3 separate regions of the Mus musculus genome follow, and regions 1 and 3 are each linked to region 2. Evidence: chromatin contacts called from public HiChIP or PLAC-seq and promoter capture Hi-C data. All regions are on one chromosome and are shown on one strand. Each heading gives the region's core, a stretch centred on a gene start, on an enhancer-like site or on the middle of the called end of the contact. The rest is flanking DNA. Distances are from core to core; before and after follow the strand shown.

Evidence for each region. Promoter capture Hi-C pulls out the DNA fragments that hold promoters and counts their contacts. HiChIP or PLAC-seq counts read pairs in DNA pulled down with a chosen protein or histone mark.
Region 1: a contact with region 2 is called in a FOXA1 HiChIP or PLAC-seq map of pancreatic cancer cells. The contact joins two enhancer-like sites. A contact is called at or near these places in 2 of 484 Hi-C or Micro-C datasets (the Ba/F3 cell line and cerebellum), 1 of 115 datasets of contacts at active chromatin or transcription factors (pancreatic cancer cells) and 1 of 9 other capture datasets (embryonic stem cells).
Region 3: a contact with region 2 is called in a promoter capture Hi-C map of liver. The contact joins two enhancer-like sites. A contact is called at or near these places in 10 of 39 promoter capture datasets (the C10 cell line, the HPC-7 cell line, cranial neural crest and 7 more), 2 of 484 Hi-C or Micro-C datasets (embryonic fibroblasts and liver) and 3 of 115 datasets of contacts at active chromatin or transcription factors (hepatocytes, pancreatic cancer cells and stem cell-derived neural progenitor cells).

The regions. Positions count from the first base shown.
Region 1 is chr5:92,960,639-92,963,442 of GRCm38.p6, reverse strand. It overlaps Shroom3 (shroom family member 3), which reads right to left. Exons shown (of 11, transcript NM_015756.2): 10 at 1,080-1,352. Among named protein-coding and RNA genes, the nearest start is that of Gm36764, 47 kb to the left of the region's middle. Within about 2 kb of position 1,407, at least 91 of the 459 cell types and tissues checked have an H3K27ac peak or open chromatin away from gene starts, as enhancers often do. A contact at or near this core is called in pancreatic cancer cells, where this site is marked.
Region 2 is chr5:93,295,582-93,298,281 of GRCm38.p6, reverse strand. No RefSeq gene overlaps it. Among named protein-coding and RNA genes, the nearest start is that of Ccng2, 29 kb to the right of the region's middle. Within about 2 kb of position 1,356, at least 83 of the 459 cell types and tissues checked have an H3K27ac peak or open chromatin away from gene starts, as enhancers often do. A contact at or near this core is called in liver and pancreatic cancer cells, where this site is marked.
Region 3 is chr5:93,014,940-93,017,729 of GRCm38.p6, reverse strand. No RefSeq gene overlaps it. Among named protein-coding and RNA genes, the nearest start is that of Gm25521, 3.2 kb to the right of the region's middle. Within about 2 kb of position 1,344, at least 4 of the 459 cell types and tissues checked have an H3K27ac peak or open chromatin away from gene starts, as enhancers often do. A contact at or near this core is called in liver, where this site is marked.

The DNA.
Region 1 (2,804 bases), core at 158-2,657, 330 kb after region 2:
TAGTTTTCAGACCTTTCAGGACAACATGAGTGAGACAATGTAAGATGGAATCCAATCGTGAAGTGCAGTGACTTACACATCCCTCAGTACAAATTACCTGACCTAGGACTGCTAAAGGGTCACGTGACTCTGCCTCAAATCCCCTATCTGACAAGTCAGGTGGCGGCTCACTATGTAGCCCTGGCTGGCTTGGAAAGCCATGTAGACAAGGCTGGACTTGAACTCAGCAATCTGCCTTCCTCAGCCTCTCCAAGGGATTCAAGGTGTGTGCCGCCGCCAGCACCACCGCCAGCACCACGCCCAGCTAGCTCATAGGATTTCTATAATAATCCTAGAAAACAGTACAAAGTTAGTGGGTGAATTTTATCAATATCCCCACTCTGACAGTTCTTTCCCTAATCACTCTGAGGCTTGAATTAAACATGCTGTGTCTGATTCACCATGAAGAGAAGTCTGAGGCACAGCCTGAGCTCCTAGCACTGTCGCCATCAAAGCTTCGCACACTCCTCACTGCGGCTCAGATCAAACACTGCAGCTCTGAAGCCTATGGACCTCCCTTCCTTCCCCTCCCCTCCCCTCCCCTCCCCTCCCCTCCCCTCCCCTCCCCCTGTCATCATGGCACGTGGAGACGCTGAGTTTGGTACTGACTGGGTCAGCTGTCCTCTTTCTACTGAGATTTTTGTTTTTAGAGAGGTCAAGCACTAATGCAGCATGGTAGGGATTCAGGACACTGCACATGAAGCGCAAAGCCAAGTGTCTGTCACAACAGCACTGTCCCTCCAGTGGAGGACAGCACAGTCGTGCCCACGTACCTGCCCACGGCTGGGCCCATCGTGCAGATTCCCTGAAGCTCACTTCTGCCCTCTTATCCCAGTGGTTCTGTGGTCCTCCTCTCCTTTAAGCGTCTAATGTGTTTTTATCTCTGCGAGGAAGGAGAGGCCCTAGGCCCTGTGCATCTGCCCAGAGTATCCACACTGAATCCTGCCTAGCAGGTGCTCTCTCAACCCACAGCGATGGTCATCCCGGAGAAGTGTCTCTATGGACAGAGGGCTCAGACGGTAACCTGCTAGGCCACATACCCTTTCCTCTTTGCTGGCGTCTTCACCAAGGCCTCTGAGGACGTTCTCCACGCGGGCCAGGCGTCCAGACAGGGACAGCAGCAGGTTGACCACCTTGTCCAGGTCCCCTATGAACATCTTGTACTTGTCAAACTCGTTGGGTTTGCAGAGCTCACTGATCAGAGCCTCCACCTCCTCTCCCAGGGCATTGTTCAGCTTGATGTCCGTGAGCAGGCTCCCCTTGGCTTCCTGGAGGCTCTCCAGCTTGTGGGTAAGGCTTCCGATAAGCTCAGCCTAGAATGGTGAGAGACACAGAGCCAAGCTGAGCCAGGGCTGCTGCTGGAATGTGGATGGGCACTCCCGGCCCCGCCCTTGCCGTCAAGGTTCAGCTAAAAGCTCTTCAGCTCTGTGGGGACTGATGACTCAAATCAGAACTTTTTTTTTCTTTTTCCTTTGCCTTTCCCTGAATGTCTACAACTGCCATTCTTTGAGCCTATTCAGAGTTCCCCAGCCCACACCTGATTATACACGCACTAGTCATATTCCTCACTGTGTAATGCTGCATACAGTTCTGCCTTTCCAACTGGTTTGTTAACTTCTCATTCAATGTCCTTTCTTTCTTACTAGGCACAATACCACGAGCAAGAAAGGAGGGGCGGGGTGAACATCCTCGGCTACAAACGAGCAGCCACGGAACCGGAGTGAAGGGCCTCCAGCACCCACGGTCTGAGAGCTGAGCTGGATAGCTGGCCTTGGGCAGTTACTATGAGCTACAGGTTCTGCCTCATCTAGTCCTCCGCATACAGCGGGGAGGGTGAGACTTGGGGATGCGCCCACCTCAGGCCCATGCATCACCAGATGGGCTCTCACATGACCATTACACACACTGATGGTGACACTGTATCAGAAAGCCACTCAGCTTTGCCTTTTAACTAAATCTGGACCTGCTTGCCACAACTATGTAACGTAAGCCTCTAACTACTAATTTCTGAAGAGAAGCTCTGGCTTAAACAGTGACATCCTGTTGTCAGTTCAACTTTCCAGATCTCCGTGGCTACAGGCAGCTTAACTGACACAAACCTCACTTCTAAGGGAAAAGCTGTAAGGTGTCTAAGCATTTCCTCAACAGAAGACTCGGCCCACGGTAACATGAGTGGGAGGGAAAAAGTAATTAGGGTTAATTATGCTATTACCCTCCCCCCCAAAAGCATCCTCCGCTGGCAGCCATCACTGTGGGACAGCGCAGCAGACTTCAGTAACAAGCTGCCCACTAGCACAGAGCTTGGATAAGTTTGTGCCTATGAAGAGACAAGCTGAAGGCAACACGGGTGGGAAACAGCAGACACTGCCAGGTCAGGTCAGGTCGCCCAGTCAGCCCTGGTCTTTTTTAACCTTGCAGGTACAGCTGCCAGGCTGGGCACTCAAAGTATTAGCAGAGAGTACTCTTCTCAGCCAGGCATGTTGGTGAGCTCCTGCAGTCCTGGCACTTAAGGATGGCTGTGAGTTCAAGGCCAAGGCCTGGAACACAGTGAGTTCCAGGGGAGCTGTGGCTATACAGCAAGACCTTGCTCAGGTCTGACCCAGGGTGGGCAACCTGGCCCAGTAGGTGGGGGTGCTTGTATAAGCCTTACTAATACCCAGGTCCCCCGTTCTTCTGCTAGTCTGCTGGAGTCAGCTTGCTGGCTCTCAGGCCCTAAGCAGTGCGCATGCTGGGAGGTAGGCAGCTTGGTGCATGGGACTCATATG
Region 2 (2,700 bases), core at 107-2,606:
TAGTCCTGGGTTCTAAAATAAAGCTGGCTGAGCAAGCCATGGGGAGCAAGCCAGGAAGCAGCACTCCTCTATGGTCTCCACGGTAGCTCCTGCCTCCAGGTTTCTGCCCTGATTTCCTTCCATCATAAACAGTAAGGTGGAGGCATAAATCAAACAAAGTATTTCCTTCCCAAGTTGCTTGGGTCATGGTAGTTTCATTACAGCAACAGGGACGTGATTAACACAGCCTAAGGAGACATGTTGACTAAATAAATGGGGTACGGTGCCTGGTTGGAGTTCCAAAACAGGATAGCCTCGAAATGGAAAACCTGAGGAGATGAAAATAAGAGTTTAGTTCATAGTATGTCTCGGGTTTGTGAATGATCCTGGTGTGATCAGATGTGAAGGTTTAGGGATAACTGGTAAAGGAAGTATGGACTTGTCACTGTCCCTGAAGCCATATGTGTCTGTCTAACTGCCTTTAAAAATGTCACCTCCTGATCAGGCAGTGGTGTCGAGGTGGCACAAGCCTTCAATTCAGGCTCTTAGAAGGCAGATCTTTGAGTTCAAGGCCAGCCTGGTCTACAGGTGGAGTTCCAGAACAACCAAGGCTACATTGAGAAACCTTGTCTGGGGAAAGAGGGGGGACAAAAAAAAAAACTAGAAAAGGAAAGAAACACCCGCCACCAACTGCAGGTCCACTCTTAGGATTAATTAGAGCAAAAGTTCCCAAAGCTGCAAGTGAAGCTGCATGAGTCTCAACCTGGAGTAAGGAGCAGAGGCGAGAGGCCAGCTGGAGCTCAGCCCAGCACCAGCACCGAAGCCTGGGTGTAGGGGGATCTGGTCTGTTCTTGTGATGCCACTGGTGCTCTCTGGAAATAACTCTTGACTCCAGCCTCACTTCCCTCCTGAGTTTTCACCTGCCTGTGCCCATGGAAAGGGGGTCTTCTTTGGAAGCCAGGTGGCACCCACAGGATTGGCACACACACACACACACACACACACACACACACACACACACACACACACATAAAAGTGAAGAGGTATGTGTTCAAAATAAAGTTAATAACCAATTTTAAAACCACCCACTACAGGAGATCCTGTAAGCAGGGGTTAAGAACATGACATGCATAAGAGGAGAAAAAAAAAACAAACAAAAATCTGGGTTTTATTCTGGTCTCTATTACCTACTGGCTATGTAGCCTGTCTAAGCTTCAGTTTCCTCATCTATAAAATGGGGGTAAAAATAGGGCTTACTCATAGGACTGTGGTGAGGCATGTGGTTATTGAACAGCTCACAGAACAAACAGAGCTCTTGTTATTATCCATGTGCCGTACACATCCTGACTCAACGCAAACAATCCAGTTCATTAGTCCCCGGGCTCCACCTGAAGAGTCAGAGTCACAGAGGATGAATAATGGGCTCTCAAGGTGACAGAGTCTAAACCCAAGCAAGCTGGTTCTGGAATTCTTCCTCTTGGCAGACCGAATGGCACTGCAATTTCTGTTATCAGAAAAGAAAAAGAAAATGAAAGGGAAAATTAAAAAAAAAAATCCCAACGGTTAAACCAGAGGGTTGAAGGTCAGCTCTACAGAGAGTGCTGTGTGAGCAGTGGTTTAGAAACAAGCCTGGAACTATACCAGACTCCCGAGTGCCTGCCAGGAGTGATTGCACTTGCCTCTGCGGACCAAGGGCCAGTGAGAACTTTATACCTAACATCACATCACAGCTCCACAGAAATGAGAGAAGCCCACTCCCATCTCGGCTATCCCAGGATTTTCCAGTTCGTTTTCTAGATAGGAAGCTTAAAGACCAGAGAGGCCAGCTCAGAACAACATATTAGACAAGCCTTAGAGGAGAGGAACCAGCCCACATTCCACATTTAGTCATCACTCTTTATGGTCAAAGGTCAGGGCACTAGGAGAAGCCTGAGGCAATGTTCTTGAAGGTTCCACAGCTTCCCAGGCTAAGTAGATGGCTTACACAAGGCACAAACTTGGCTTGGGCTCCTAATTTGACTATTCCATCTTCAATTTGCTGCTTAAATATTCAAAGTTGCCACCCTCTGAATGCCTTCTTTCCGATCCCTTAGCTGCCTCTTCACCTGTGTTAATGGGTTGACAGCCTTTTGTTGGAAATGAGAAAACTCTGGTTCAAAGTGATGAGGTTTCCCATTGTAATGGTTAATACAGTCAACAAGATAGCATCTAGAATCACTGAGGGAGTGATTACCCTCATTAGGTTAAGAGGAGAGGTCTAAAACTGGGTGACACCATTCCAAGAGCTGGAGTCCTGGACTGAATGAAAACCAGAGGACTGAGCCCTAGCAACCATCACAGTTTCACAACTGTGAGTGCAATGTAGCCAGCTGTCTCAAGTTCCTTCAGCTGAGGCTTCCCATGATGCACTGGACCCTCAGACTGTGAGTCAAATAAATCCTTCTTTAAGTGGCTTTTATCAGGATCTTTTATCACAGCAACAGAGAAAATAATGCTGGCAAGAGGCAGAGATAGAACCAAACCCCCATTTGGCAGAATCCAAAGTACTGCTGGGGCCTCCAAAACAGTCAGCTTCGAAGGATGTGCTTGCCCTGGAAGTTATCTTAGGGATGGAAGCACCAAGACATGAGGAAAACCCACACAAGTTTTTATTCCATGGCTTCAGGCCAAGGCAAACTGCTTCAAAATACTAATCTAGCCATCTCCCCCACCCCACCCCCA
Region 3 (2,790 bases), core at 95-2,594, 280 kb after region 2:
CTTTTTGTTTTCTTACCTTGGGATACACACACAAAAAGACCAAAGTTCAAACTATTTTTATTTTATGTGTGTGAATATTTTGCCTTCATTTATTTGCGTGTGCCACCTGTGTGCCTGATGCCCAGAGCGACTGGAAGAGGGCATCAGATCCTCAGAACTGCTGTTACAGAGGCTTTGCAAGCACCATGTTGATCAGGGAAACAAAACCTGGGTTTTTTTCAAGAGCAGCAAGTGCTCTTAACCACTGACCTATCTCCCCAGCCCTGCAAAAGATAAGAAGTCTGTCCTTGTGAGGTTAACCTTCCAGGAGGGTGTAAGCTTGTGCACCAATACCCAGATGTCCCTTTGGACTCTGTCCCTGTAGCCACTCCTTGCCCTTCATTCTCTGGATGCTACTGTCCAGTGTTGGACTGATTTGCCATCCTTACACATCTTCTTCTTGACTCCAGCTGGGAGAATGGGGAGCGAAATTTTAAGGGAGTTTTAGTTATGTCAGAAGCCTTCCTGTGTCCTGAAGCTCCTTACTTAGCTAAAAGTGGATATTATGTTGCCAACTGTGAAAGTCTGGACACTAATGAAGAACATAGAAAGGTGTCCCTTCTGTCTCCAACCAGCAGAAAAGAGCGACAACACAGCGTTCTTCTCAAAGCAGTTTATTCAGGAACCTTTCAACATGCAAGCAGGAATCTCCCTCTAGCCCCCAATCGCAATCCCTTATATAACCCCTCAACCACGCCCCATCAGACCAGTCCGCGTAATCTCAGTTCATTGGCCTTCGTCAAATGGCCTGATCTTGCGTCATGGTGCGTCTGCGCAGCTCTCACGATGGACATGGCTTATTTTCCAGTGTATGAGGAAGTCAGGTGCAAGTCATAAGACTTGGCTGCAGTCCTGGGCGCCATTTTAGGACTACTGCTGCACCCGCTCCCCACAGAAAGGCATTTTGGAGCTGGTGAGATGGTTCAGCATGTAAGAGCACTGACTGCTCTTTCAAAGGTCGTGAGTTCAAATCCCAGTGACCACATGGTGGCTCTCAACCACCCATAATGAAATCTGGTGCCCTCTTCTGGTACTTATTTATATTTATAATAATAAATAAATCTTTGGGCCAGAGCAAGTGGAGTTGACCAGAGTAGAGGTCCTAAACTCAATTCCCAACAACCACATGAAGGCTCACAACCATCTGTACAGGTACAGTGTACTCATGTACAATCAATCAATCAATCTTTTTTTTTTTTTAAAGCATTTCCAAATCCTTTGATCCAGTTCTTTGCTCTCACCCCAGACAGGGGCTGATGCAACCTTTTCCAGATTTACTAGCTGCCTCTAATGTTGTCAAATAAAACATTCTGGCTTTTTAAGGTGGGAACAAATGCTAGGTACCTTATCACCTGAGTGGGGATAGGTAGGTAGGGTGTGTTTTTGTAAGATAGGAGAAGTGTGTGAAATAAAGGACATGTTCTCTGGTTTCATTTTGATTTTTAGCTCCCAGGAAAGCTCTCTGGTATGGTTGGTCTCTCTTCTTGCATGGAACTTGAGTGACAGTGAGTGGTGGCAGAGCAAGCATGCTAGTGTGTCACTTGACCCATCTAACAGGCAAATGTGTGTTTAAGGAATAACTGCTGTTGGACAGGGTAGTATAATAGTCGGATATGATACATGGTTACACAGCAAGCTTTGGCAACAAATAACAAATGCTCACCTTCTTATGTCAAGTAACTGTACTTGTAAGAACTTATCCTGATGCAATCTTATAGTTACACAAAGAACTATGCAGACAGATCTTATCTTCCAGTCATTTATGATAATGAAAATCAATGTGAATTTTCCTTACCATAAAATCGGTTAATGCACAAAGTGAGACTTGTGCATTAGAATATGAGTCATTAAAATTATATTTAAAGGACTGGAGAGGTGGCTTGGTGATTAAGAGCCTTGACTGCTCTTCCAGAGGTCCTGAGTTCAATTCCCAGCAACCACATGGTAGCTCACAACCATCTGTAATGGGATCTGATGCCCTCTTCTGGTGTGTCTGAAGACAACTATAGTGTAATCATATATGTATATGTATGTATCTTAATTATATTTAATGATTAATAATTTTAACTCAAGTGATGAATTCATGGGGTTTACTATGATATTGTTCATATTTGGGGATACAGTTGATATTTTCCACAATGAAAAATAAAAGCATGTTTATCTTTAGAATGTTTACATTGAAAGCTGGGCAGTGGTGGCACATGCCTTTAATCGCACACTCAGGTGGCAGAGGCAGGAGAATCTCTGTGAGTTCAAGGCCAGCTTGGTCTACAGACTGAGTTCCAGGACAATCATGGCTATGCAGAGAAACCCTGTCTCAAGAGAAAATGTTCATAAAGCATCACTAAGGAAAAACAGGTTATCAGACTGTAGAAGTCAGGTAGTTTCCATAGGATTCCAAATGTGTAAAACAGACAAACATATCTGATATAGACACACATACCCACATATATACATATATACATCCCTTAAAATGTGATTCATATAGTGGTGACTTGAGTGAGAGTGGCCTCCATAGGCTTATATGTGTGAATGCTTGGTCCTCTGGTTCTGGCACTGTATGGGAAGGATTAGGAGGTGTGGCCTCATTGGATGAGGTGTGCAACTGGGGGCTGGGCTTTGAGGTTTAAAAAACCTATGCCTTTCCCAATCAGTTCATGGTTCCCTGCTTCCCTGCCTGTGTTCATAGGTCAAATGTAAGTTTTCAGCTGCTACTCCAGCCCCGTGCCTGCATATTGCCATGCTCTCTGC